Regions from separate parts of the Ovis aries genome. Here region 1 is linked to region 2. The links are chromatin contacts, called in public Hi-C maps. All regions are on one chromosome and are shown on one strand. Each heading gives the region's core, a stretch centred on a gene start, on an enhancer-like site or on the middle of the called end of the contact. The rest is flanking DNA. Distances are from core to core; before and after follow the strand shown. Region 1 holds the start of ST8SIA4 (ST8 alpha-N-acetyl-neuraminide alpha-2,8-sialyltransferase 4). Region 2 holds the start of FAM174A (family with sequence similarity 174 member A).

The links. Hi-C and Micro-C count contacts between places; a contact is called where the count stands out from the background.
Region 1: a Hi-C map of liver shows a contact between it and region 2, with 8 times the contacts expected there. The contact joins the promoter of ST8SIA4 here to the promoter of FAM174A in region 2. A contact is called at or near these places in 5 of 16 Hi-C or Micro-C datasets (blood, hypothalamus, liver and 1 more).

The regions. Positions count from the first base shown.
Region 1 is chr5:97,712,807-97,719,214 of ARS-UI_Ramb_v3.0, reverse strand. ST8SIA4 (ST8 alpha-N-acetyl-neuraminide alpha-2,8-sialyltransferase 4) reads left to right here and starts at 4,735. Exons shown (of 6, transcript XM_042250791.1): 1 at 4,735-5,167. The coding sequence starts at 5,055.
Region 2 is chr5:97,362,032-97,368,665 of ARS-UI_Ramb_v3.0, reverse strand. It overlaps FAM174A (family with sequence similarity 174 member A), which reads right to left and starts at 2,144. Exons shown (of 3, transcript XM_042250790.2): 1 at 1,509-2,144. The coding sequence starts at 1,951. It overlaps LOC132659908 (a long non-coding RNA gene), which reads left to right and starts at 2,284. Exons shown (of 2, transcript XR_009600941.1): 1 at 2,284-2,448; 2 at 5,565-6,634.

The sequences.
Region 1 (6,408 bases), core at 3,486-5,985, 350 kb before region 2:
CTACCCACTACAGTATTCTTGGGCTTCCCTGGTGGCTCAGCTGGTAAAGAATCCCCCTGTGGTGCAGGAGAACTTGGTTCAATCGCTGGGTTGGGAAGATCCCCAGGAGAAGGGAAATGTTACCCAATCCCAGTATTCTGGCCTGGAGAATTCCATGGACTGTATAGTCCATGGTGTCACAAAGAGTCGCATGCAACTTTCACATTGCAACTTATTTTGATTTCTTTTTCTCAATCTTTCCCCCTCTGAGTGAGTGCTCTTCCTATCTGCTTAGATGCTATATTTTATTCACTACTGTATTTCCAGGTACCTACACATTATAGGGGATTGGAATGGAAAAGTAGGAAGTCAAGAAACACCTGGAGTAACAGGAAAATTTGGACTTGGAGTACAGAATGAAGCAGGGCAAAGGCTAATAGAGTGTTGCCAAGAGAACACACTGGTCATAGCAAACACCTTCTTCCAACAACATAAGAGAAGACTCTACACATGGACATCACCAGATGGTCACTATCGAAATCAGATTGATTATATTCTTTGCAGCCAAAGATGGAGAAGCTCTATAGAGTCAGCAAAAACAAGACTGGGAGCTGACTGTGGCTCAGATCATGAACTCCTTATTGCCAAATTCAGACTCAAATTGAAGAAAGTAGGGAAGACCACTAGACCATTCGGGTATGACCTAAATCAAATCCCTTATGATTATACAGTGGAAGTGAGAAATAGATTTAAGGGACTAGATCTGATAGAGTCCTTGATGAACTATGGACAGAGGTTCGTGACATTGTACAGGAGACAGAGATCAAGACCATCCCCATGGGAAAGAAAGGCAAAGAAGCAAAATAGCTGTCTGAGAAGGCCATATAAATACCTGCGAAAAGAAGAGAAGTGAAGAGCAAACGAGAAAAAGAAATATATAAGCATCTGAAAGTTCCAAAGAATAGCAAGGAGAGATAAGAAAGACTTCCTCAGTGACCAGTGCAAGGAAATAGACGAAAACAACAGAATGGGCAAGACTAGAGATCTCTTCGAGAAAAGTAGAGATACCAAGGGAATTATTCATGCAAAGATGGACTCGATAAAGGACAGAAATGGTATGGACCTAACAGAGGCAGAAGATATTAAGAAGAGGTGGCAAGAATACACAGAAGAACTGTACAATAAAGATCTTGATAACCCAGATAATCACGATGGTGTGCTCACTCATATAGAGCCAGACATCCTGGAATGTGAAGTCAAGTGAGACTTAGAAAACATCACTACGAACAAAGCTAGTGGAGGTGATGGAATTCCAGTTGAGCTATTTCAAATCCTGAAAGATGACGCTGTGAAAGTGCTGCACTCAATATGCCAGCAAATTTGGAAAACTCAGCAGTGGCCACAGGACTGGAAAAGGTCAGTTTTCATTCCAATTCCAAAGAAAGGCAATGCCAAAGAATGCTCAAACTACCACACAATTGCACTCATCTCACACGCTAGTAAAGTAATGCTCAAAATTCTCCAAGCCAGGCTTCAGCAATACATGAACCCTTAACTTCCAGATGTTCAAGCTGGTTTTAGAAAAGGCAGAGGAACCAGAGATCAAATTGCCAACATCCACTGGATCATGGAAAAAAGCAAGACAGTTCCAGAAAAACATCTATTTATGCTTTATTGACTATGCCAAAGCCTTTGACTGTGTGGATCACAATAAACTGTGGAAAATTCTGAAAGAGATGGGAATACCAGACCACCTGACCTGCCTCTTGAGAAACCTATATGCAGGCCAGGAAGCAACAGTTAGAACTGGATGTGGAACAACAGACTGGTTCCAAATAGGAAAAGGAGTACGTCAAGGCTGTATATTGTCACCCTGCTTATTTAACTTCTATGCAGAGTACATCATGAGAAGTGCTGGGCTGGAAGAAGCACAAGCTGGAATCAAGATTGCCTGGAGAAATCTCAATAACCTCAGATATGCAGATGACACCACCCTTATGGCAGAAAGTGAAGAGGAACTAAAAAGCTTCTTGATGAAAGTGAAAGAGGAGAGTGAAAAAGTTGGCTTAAAGTTTAACATTCAGAAGACTAAGATCATGGCATCTGGTCCCATCACTTCATGGGAAATAGATGGGGAAACAGTAGAAACAGTGCAGACTTTATTTTTCTGGGCTCCAGAATCACTGCAGATGGTGACTGCAGCCATGAAATTAAAAGATGCTTACTCCTGGGAAGGAAAGTTATGACCAACCTAGATGGCATATTGCAAAGCAGAGACGTTACTTTGCCAACAAAGGCCCGTCTAGACAAGGCTATGGTTTTTCCTGTGGTCATGTATGGATGTGAGAGTTGGACTGTGAAGAAAGTGGAGCACCGAGGAATGGATGCTTTTGAAGTGTGATGTTGGAGAAGACTCTTGAGAGTCTTGGACTGCAAGGAGATCCAACCAGTCCATCCTAAAGGATATCAGTCCTGGGTGTTCATTGGAAGGAGTGGCGCTGAAGTTGAGACTGCAGTACTTTGGCCATCTCATGCAAAGAGCTGACTAATTGGAAAAGACCTTTATTCTGGGAGGGATTGGGGGCAGGAGGAGAAGGGGTCGACAGAGAATGAGATGGCTGGATGGCATCACCAACTCGATGGACATGAGTTTGGGTAAACTGCAGGTGTTGGCGATGTACAGGGAGGCCTGGTTTGCTGCAATTCATGGGGTTGCAATGAGTCGGACACCACTGAGCTACTGAACTGAACTGAACTGAACTGAAGGCATTTTCTGGTCCATAGGAATTGCTTAAGAAATGTTGGATGAATTTAATTAAATTATATATATTACACTGTCAGCAGCAGCAAATAGTGTTTTATTTGGAATTCAGAATATGTTTGTTTACTGCTTAAACATCAGAAGTTAACTTAGCTCACATCCTAACCATGCATTGCCCACTTCCTCTGCATCCAGGCACCCTTCTCACTTAAATAAGAAGCTGTTTATTCTTGCAGTTTCTGCTAGTGAGAAGGAACTGTGTTCAAGCTGCATTAATGCAAGCGGGATTTCCCGAGACATCAATAAACTCGAAAGGTTCCCAGTGGGCCACTTGTAGTGTCAATAAAGGTTCATAATTACTTGCTCCTTTGAGCTTTTTAGACCCAACTTCCTTTCACTCTGCTGTGAATAGGAGGCTGGAGACCTGAGTGGTTCTTAATTTTCTACATCTTAGGTGAAGAATGGCAAACATCGCCAGGGATCCCAAGTTTTTAAGCAAAGGTGTTGGCTGTTATCCTTGTTATTTTACGCTGTCAAGGGACTAGAAGTTTTTGCCAGTATTGCTCCCCTCCAGCAGAGGACTGGCAGTGAACCTCACCATTTCTAAGTTCAGGGGGGTGGAAGGCCTAGCGGCCAAGGGCGGATGACAGCTGGAGCCATTGCTGAACCCAAAGGAAGAGAAATAGAATTGAGAGAGGCTCAGGGGGAAGGACTAAAAGCAGAGGGTCTGGATCCTGCTCAGATAGATGGGGGAAATTCTGGCTTCCAGGCACTGTCTCACTTTAGGACTGACTCCCTCACGCACCTCCACCATACTCACACCATGCAAAAAACAAACCAAGGCAAACTAAGTCGCAAGCTTCTCTCTGGCTGAGGCTAGGGGACCCAAGAGTTGGAGAGGGACTCTAACTAAGACTAGGAAAGAAAAAGTGCTCCCGCCACCAATACAGTAGAAGTCAAACAAACAAACAGTGGAGGGAAAGAGAGGGTGAGAATTAGGCTGAATACAATTTACTACGACTTTGAGAGAAAAGCTTGCTGTTTTTCCTTTTCCCCCTTCTTCCTCCCTCCCTTCCTTCATTTCTCCTCTCCTCCCTTCTTTCTTCTGGGTGTGTGCATGTGTGTATGCGTGTATGGTTGTGTGTGTGTGTAAGTCTACCTGCGTTTTAAAAAGGAGATTCTGCTTTTCTCAGACTCTGAAAGTTAAAGTGGGATTGGAGTTTCCTTGACTTCTGCGTGAGGAGTTTTCAAATGGCAGCGATCGACCCTCCTAAATATCCATCAAGTCCCCGATGACACCTCTGCCATCTCACTGGTTCCTTGCCAGATTCTGAGCTGGGCTGGTCATCCACCACCCACCCGGAGTGGGAGATCCGCTCTTGCGCGCGTGTTTTTCCTTTCGGGATGGAGCGGCGCCCAGCACATCAAACGTCCTCCAAACCCCTCCTCCTCCCGCCCCCCATTCACTCCCCTCTGGAGGCCCTGCGTTTGGCCTGTGTGCGCGCGCGAGGGTGTATATTTAGCAAAGACGCCTGGAAGCGGCTACCCCTCTTGCTAGCCACCCTCAGCTCTCAGATCGCGTCTCCGATCTGTGTCCCCAGCCGCGGGGTCTTCTCCACGCGGAAGCGGAGAAGACTATCTATGTGCGCCCTGGTCCCCAGATCGAGCTCAAGCTTTACTGTCCCGAGAGGACGAGCTGACATTTTCCTCGGGCGCCGCTCTCTTCCCACGGTGTGCGAGCACTGGTGCGTGCGTATGAGTGTGTGTGTGTGTGTGTGTGTGTGTGAGCGCGATTGTGTATGTACAAGACTGAGCTCGCGAGCTTCCTCTCTACGCACCGCGCAGGCAATGCCGGCGACGTTACTCTGCAAGCAGCAGCCGGAGACCGAAGGCAACAGCAGCCTCCGCCCCCTCGGCGCCGTGATTGGCTGGCTTTGCTCATCATTTCCATGCTAGCAAAAAGGGAAGGGCCAGTGACGCCCCCGAACCCCGCTGCAGAAGCGGCCGCCACCTCCAATGCACAAGGTGTCTCTCCTGCAAAGGAACCGAAGCCCCAGGGAGGAGGCGCTGGACCGACCCGGGCCGAGCTGGAGGGAACCGCGAGAGAGAGCGCCCCGCGCAGCGCTCGGGTACCAGCCGGAGCTCGGCCGCAGAGGACCCTCGAGACCAGCTGGGGAGATTCCGGCTCCACGGTCTCCTCGGCTTTTACAGATCTTGCCCCCACGCCCCGCGACTACCTCTCCCCCGAACGGAATCTTTCTATGAAGAGGAGGTGAGGGAGCTGGGGCCACCAGGAGTTTCCCGGGCACCCAAGATGCGCTCCATCAGGAAGCGGTGGACGATCTGCACCATCAGTCTGCTCCTGATCTTTTATAAGACAAAAGAGATGGCACGGACCGAGGAGCACCAGGAGACGCAACTCATCGGGTAAATGCAAAGCTTCATTCTAGGATCTGACAAAAAGTCCAGCCGCGAATGAGATGTGAATAGAAGCGGTCGAGTGAGCGTTGGGGTCGTGTTAGCGGTGGGGTCCGCCTGTGAGCGCTTAGTCTCGTGAAGTAAATAACAAAGGATGTTGTTGAGGTGTGTGATTTCTCCACGGCGGGTTCTCAGTAGGAGTTCAACTTGCCCTGCGCGGTGATAGTGACAGCTGCCTTGCTGCCGGGGCTCGCAAGCCAAAGAAGTCCCCGCAGAGTGTCAACAAAGAACGGGCACCCTTGCCCTTTTTAGTCCCAGGGCAGAACTCGGTCCACATGTCTTTACTGCCCTTCCTTCCTTCTCTGTGCTAGCTCTAAAGGGAGGTACCAGCAGAAACTGGCTTCCTGAAAGGCTGAAGTTAAAGCCCAGAAAGTAGGAAATGCGTCTCCTCTTTACAATTGTGTGTTGGTTTTTGTTGTTGTTGTTGTTGTTTGGCGTCGAGTAGATCTGTGTATCATCATTTGAGTTAGAAACTCCAGGTCAACCAGTGATACTTGCTTCTTTGCTGTCCGTGGGTCAAATGCATGGGCGTCATGGTTACAGTTTTGGAAACTGGGTTCTACTTCACACAGACTAGATTTCTGCTTTTTCTTTAGTTTGTCTAGATGAGTTCAGAATCTTCCTCCACCCTAGTCAGTTCTCTAAATATCACACTTCCTTCCTCCCTCTCCCCAGCCTCTGTGACTTTGAAGTTTACCCAGGAGGTGGTTGCAACTTTGTGTTGCTTACATAGCTTGGAAACGTTCTTTTTTTTTTTTTTTCTGAGGATGTGACCCCTGGTTGTCAACTCTGCTCGAAGTCCTGTTTCGGAAATCCTGCCTCATCCGGAGGTGTCTGCTGTCGCTATCGGAAACTCCAAACTGGCAGAGATGCCAGCCTGGTTTTTCTTTTCCCTAAAGATGAGGACGAAGATAGAACCCTTGCACGCTGGGGCGGGGAGGCGGGGGCACAGGACAGCTAAAACGTGTGTACACGCGCGCGCGCACTCACACACACACACACACACACACACACACACTAAACTTAACGCACTCCATTTCTTAATATTTCTGCTCTTCCCTAAGTAATGAGAATTTAAGTGAACAAAAAGCCGGCTTATCTGTACAGAAGACGCTGTTCTTTGATAGAAAATTAACACAGAAGTACAGTCGAAGGGGACTGGAAGAGAAAGAAAAAGCCAAAGAGGCATG
Region 2 (6,634 bases), core at 895-3,394:
GGGGAGAAAAAAAGTGAAATAATTTGGAAAACAAACCAGTACCTTCCCACACAACTACCTCTACCGCAGTAAATAGGAGGGAACTACCTAGAGCTTCCTTAGCTCTTCTCTCGGCTTCTTCTAACAGCGAGTTCTTAGCTCTGCATTTCAACGCTTCAGAGGTGGTCCCCAACTCAATTAAAGAGGCTTTATCATGACTTTTCCAAATCGGTCTCATTACATATTTGGCATGTTATAATACCATGATTCATGCCATAATATAACTTTACTTCTGTAACAATAGAACGTATCAAGTGGAAGTTACTTACGACAATATAAAATATCACCAATTGACCTATATAATTCCTTTTCTACTTGATAAGGCATTAAAGGGAGTAGAAAAATAAGTGATAGTCATTTACTTATTCATAACCTGGTACAATGTAAGGACCTGATTTAATCAAAAGGCTGATCACAGATTTGGACACAAACATCATGGAAAAAAATTCAAACGAAGCAAATGATGGATTGTACAATCAGTGATGATTATTATATATCGTGGGACATCACTTTATTCTCCTAGGTTAGTTTTATCCTAGGTAAAGTTAAAGACGTGGTTTAAGTGTCCATATTTGTAACAAATCTGAAATTTAACTAATTCTCTAACATTCTATATTAAGAATAAGCTCAAAAAACTATTCATTTGTAACTTTAAGCTTCTGAATGACTTAGAATTATTTACAGATGAATTCATTTTAGAAAAGCTTTTTGGAAGTTTAAAAAAAGTAAGTCTATCCATTTACTAATCCAAATTTTGTAAAGTTAAAACATATATAGTTGTTAAGATATTAAACATACTCTCCAATATTATAACGGGATCATATTTATGACTTTTTTCCCTTTGCTGCACAGGTATCAGTTTTCCACCTTATCAAGAAATTGGTAATATTTCACACCATATTATTTCAGTTCAGTCGCTCAGACTCTTTGCGACCCCATGGACTGCAGCACGCCATGCCTCCCTGTCCATCACCAACTCCCGGAGTTTACTCAAACTCATGTCCATTATTTAGTGTCATGCAAAATGAATGCTAGATGTTTCTAATGGGGACTCTAACAATGATTGAACCTACGCAGTTGTCAGTTTCCAGGTTCAGAAAAGGTGGAAAGCAAGAAACTTCATAAGGTACAACCGATGGTGGCAAGTTAAAAGTCAACAGCAGGAAACTGCTGTTAAAAGAACTTCTTTTTTCCATTTTATAAATCATCCTTAAAGATCATTCTGCATTACTATCAATTTACTCAAATAAATATTGATATAGAGGTTCGGTGCTAATTGATAGTTTACACATGAAAAGGGAGGCAGCACGAACTTGGCGGTCTGAACACTCCCAAAGGTACCACAGGCTTTCAAGACAGTCCTCGTCACAATCTCACTCAGCAGGCACCGTGACTGAGGGGGTGGGAGGAGGTCGGCAGACAAGCGCGCCTCAGGCCTGCCGGGGAGGCTCGCGGAGGCTTCGCCTCACCTGACCGTCCTGACGACGAAGTACACCAGCACCGCGCCGCTCACCACCATCAGCACGGTCAGGGCCCGCTGGGTCATGGGCTTGTCGCCGGGGTCGGGGCTCACGGCCAGGACGCCGCCCGCCGGGCCCCCGGCCCCCGCCTTCCCGCCAGGGTCGTCGGCGGCCGGCCCCGCCCCGGGCGTGCTGCCATTGCCGCCCTCGGCTCCCCGCGAGCCCGCGGCTTCCAAGGCCGGAGCGCGGCCCGCGGGCCGGGCGGCGGAGGGCCCGGGCGGCGGAGGCGGCCGGGTGCGCGGCCCGCGCGCCGCGGGCTGGGGGTCGGGCGCGGCCCGCGCTGCCGGCGGCCGTCCCGCGGAGGGCCCGCTCAATTCGGGCAGCAGCAGGGACAGCAGGAGCGCCGAGGCCAGGGCGCGGCTGAGGCAGCAGCTGCAGAGCGTCGGCTGCATGGTCCGCGGCCGGCTCCCTCACCGCGCGCGAGCTCCGGCGCCCGCCGCCCTGGCTCCAGGCGGGACCATGGGCGTGTTAACTGAAGAGACGGGGGAGAAACGCTGACTGAGGCCCGGGCGAAGACCTGGCCCGCCGCAGGTGGCGGAGGCGGCAGCTGCAGCTGCTGTCGACAACCGGAAGTTCGTACATCTCAGCAGCCCCCTGCTACTAGGGACGCTCCCGGTTGCTAACCTTCCGGGGCTGGCGCGTTCCGTGACGTCAGGCGCGTGAGACCGTTTGCGCCCCGCGCACTTCCGGAAGTCGAGGGGAGGGAGCCTGCGGTTTGCTCCCTAGAAGGAAAGCAAACGGGAAGAGAGTTGTGTCAAGTGTGCAGCAACGCTTTGCGGGAAGAATCCAGGAGAGAGTGGAAGCTTGTAATATGAGTTCGTTGGTGCAAAACTGAAGAAATACAACCAGTTACTTATTAAAGACTGCCTTGGCGTTTCCCTCAGCTCAGGTACATATTTTACTAGACTGGGTTGTTAGGTCACTAGAAAAAAAGTAAACAGTTGTGTCAAGTGTGCAGCAACTCTTTGCAGGAAGAAACCAGGAGAGATTGGAAGTTCATCTTTTGAGTTCGTTGGTGCAAAAGTGCAGAAACACGGCCAATCATTTATTAAAGACCACCTTGACGTTTCCCTCAGCTCAGGTACACATTTTACTAGACAGGGAGGTTGGCGCACTAGAAAGAAAGGAAAAAGTTGTGTCAAGTGTGCAACTCTTTGCAGGAAGAAACCGGGAAAGAGTGGAAGCTCATACTTTGAGTTTTTTGGTGCAAAACTGCATAAATACAGCTAATCATTTATTAAAGACCGCCTTGACGTTTCCCTCAGCTCAGGTACACATTTTATCAGGTATTTTTTTCCTGCCTCTGGGTCCTTGACCTCCCTTTCCTTAGAGCGTTACGTTAGAAAACTGTTAACTGTAGCAATAATTGGTACAGGTATTGGTAACTGGTAATTGATTCTCTGCATTTTGGGGATATAAATCTTTTTAAAAGTTCTTTCCCGTGTTACAACCCAGGGCTGTCTTTCTTGAACTAGGAGTCATCCTTTTAAAATGGCAGAAAAGGAGACAGCACCCGTAACTCCCAGTCTCCTTGGAAGCATAGAAGCCTAAGTTAGGCAGGCGCTTTGTTTCAAGTTGTAAAACTGCCTCCCGTCACGAAGCTTAGAGAAATTTTACTTTTCCTTTGTGAAGGCTTCCCTAGTAGCTCAGATGGTAAAGCATCCGCCTGCAGTGCAGGAGACCCGGATTCAACCCCTGCGTTGGGAAAATCCCCTGAAGAAGGAAATGGCAACCCACCCAAGTATCATTGCCTGGAAAATCCCATGGACAGAGGAGCCTGGTGGGCTACAGTGCATGAGGTCAAAAAGAGTCGGAATTTCCTTTGGGTAAACAGAACTGACCTGAGAGTTTTCCTACTCTTAAAATATCTTAAGCTTTCTGTTGAATTGAGTTCAGACAGAGTCCTGGCCCCTCTTTTCTGTTGTGATCGTCTTGAATAAGTCTCTGCCTGTTTAACTTTGACATCAGTAATATGGAACTTTGGGGTGACCAGATTATAAACAAAAACAACAGACCAGAAATTGAAGTTAGGATCTGTTCTTTTAAAAACTTCCTCATTCAACAAATTTTTTAGACTTTCTACTCCTTCAGAACTGTATTTGAGTATTGAACAGTAGACAAGATATCATCCTTGCTCTCATAGCCCCTTAGGGTCAGATGGAAATAACATAATAGTAACATTCATTCTTATTTTGAAGTGCATGTTAAAAATGACAAGTACAGAGTCTGTAGTAAAAATTGTGTAAAGGACTATTGTAGGTAAGGTGGTCAGTATAGTGTCTTCTAGCTGCTGGTGGGTAATAGACTCATGCAGACCCATGTGGAATTGCCAGGACTAGGCATCTTAATGCTGGGTTCCAGTGTGAGAAAGACCATTGGTGACACACACTAATTTTAGTTTCCAACCTGGACATTTATCAATAATGAAGTGGCTCCTTGGGTTTCTTCTCTCCCTTATCCACAATCTTATTCAGAGCCTTACATGGAAGGTTAGTATTTAATGCTACTCCTTTCCACTCCTCAAAATATCCAATATTCAACACCAAAAAATAAAACAAAAGCACCATCTTTCCTTCCTTACAATGTCTCGTTTTACCATTGTCTTCCTCATCTTGATTAATGCCATTATTCTTTACTCAGGTGTTCAGATGTAAAATCTTGGAGTCATCATTTATCCTTAGCTTTCCACCTGCAACATGCTTACTGGTTATGGCAATGTATTAAATAATTCTGAAATAGCAGAGTTAAACTAATGATTGCAAATGATTAGAGCATTCTAATCATTCTAGTGTTTCTGCAGCTAGCTACTTGAATCAGAATCAGAAATGGAATTTGTTAAAAATGTTGATTCTAGATCACTATTCTAGATTCTGTATACATTTTACTAAGCTCTCAGGGTAATTTTTATTTGCACTAACATTTAAGAATCTCTCCATTCCCTTACCACCTATATCTAAATGTTATCAACTTTTCCCCATTTCCCTAATGTCCCTATCATTAATCAACTCTTTTCTGTTCCCTGCTTCTGACAAAGAATTATTTTTAAATTGCTTGAGATCTTAAGCAGGTAGAGAAGCTGCAAATTATTGTGATTTTTGCATAATACTGTATTATTTGTAAACTGTCATGAAACATATTTTTAATTCCATCACAGGAACTAGGAACCAGTTTCCTGGGAGAAAATATTGTATTTTGCTTGTATAATATAAAATGACAATTTGGGGCACACATGCCTATTTAAAAGACAGAATGCCCAACTAATTGGTGTTTTTGAATTTTTTCTCTTAATAATAATCCTACTTGTTCATTTACATGTTTTTGTCTTGCAAACAAGTTGTATCAATCGGGAGAGATTTAAAAACATAAAAGAGAAGAAAAGTTATACTTACTTAAATTAATCTGCATACTAGGAAAAGACCCCTATTATTCTGATTTATCAGGGAACACCCCAGCTGACAGAACAGCAGTCTTCCATGGAAGTGTGTAAAATACCACTGGCCTATTAAGTAAAATCTAACCCTCCCTCCCTGGTCCCATATTAAATAATAATATTGCATATTAATTATCTGTTGTGTACCAGATCTCATGAAATGCTAAACAATTCTGCCATTATTGTTCCTAATTTACAATTAAGAAACCACGATAAAGGATAATCAAGTTGGTGAAAATCAACGTGAGTAAAAGCAATAGAGCTGGGCAATAAACTCAGGCACTGTAGCCTCAGAGGTCAATATTGCCTCTTACATTTTGTCTTCTCCTAGTTGTAGGCTTCCATGATTTGAGTCTAGCTTATTGTCTCAATCAGCTATTGTTAGAATAATGCTGCATAACCACTATTGAAAACTACATCAGTGGCATACAGCAAATAAGCATTTATTTTTCACATGTTTTTGGTCAAGGTGAGAGTTACAAATTTAAGTTGGCCTTATGGATAAGTAGAAAGGGGATGGGGGATAGGCATAAGGAGAAATGAGCAGCCATGTATGTCTGTTTCTTTTTAAACAGTTACTGGTTACCCGAAGTCCCACCTGATGGCCTTGACACATATCTCATTGGAGGGAGAGATGTCACATGGCAGCTTCTAGCTTCTGGTAATCTGAGAATTTTGGTATTAAAATGGGCATATTCTACTCCCTATAGAAATTTATGTTAGTAAGGAAAAGGAAGACAACTCATATTGATAGAGATTTCATTTATATTGATATGTGTGTGTGAAAGTCGCTCAGTCGTGTCTGACTTGTTGCGACCTCATGGACTGCAGTCTGCCAGATATCTCTGTCCATGGAAGTCTTCAGGCAAGAGTACTGGAGTGGGTTGCCGTTCCCTTCTCCAGGGGACCTTCCCAACCCAGGGATCGAACCCAGGTCCCCCATATTACAGGTGGATTCTTTACTGTCTGAGCCATTTATATTGATAGTCACATCAATTTTAGCTCAGTCTAGTGAAAACAAGGCTCAAATAAGTGTTCTCTGGTGGCAAAATTTCCTTGCTTGTCCATTAAGGGAAGAGGGAATGTAGGAGGTTGTCTCAACTGTAATGGTCATTCATAGTGACATCTGATAGAAGGAGTCTCTTATACTTTTAAATGGCAGGATACTGCCACTTCAGGTGGATTGTATATACCCTGAGGTCCAAATGGAAAAAATTCAATAGTCAGGAAAAGGGACTATGAACTGATCACAAAACCAGCAATTGGAGAGAATGCACTAAAATTCTTGAAGGGGAAGGAAGAGTTGGGATTTCAGAGGACAACTAAAGAACAACAATTCAAGAATAAGAAGGAACAGTGTTGTCAGGCTAGGCACTGCATAAACAGGTAGGAATCTGAATAAATGTTAAGGTTAAATATCTAAAACACACACACACTGACTGTATAAATGGGCTGTGGTTCCTGAGAGGAAAGAAACAAGGTGAGTATCTCTGGAGCTCTGCCTATGGAAAATTTCCCAGCTATAGTGCGTGAACCTGGAGTTCAGTCAGAATATGGGAGTCTCTCTTAACTGAAGAGGCAGAGATCAGAGTTCTGGGCTTTTAATGGGGTCTGTGGGCCAAGGCATTAAGAAAGAGTCTGTGGA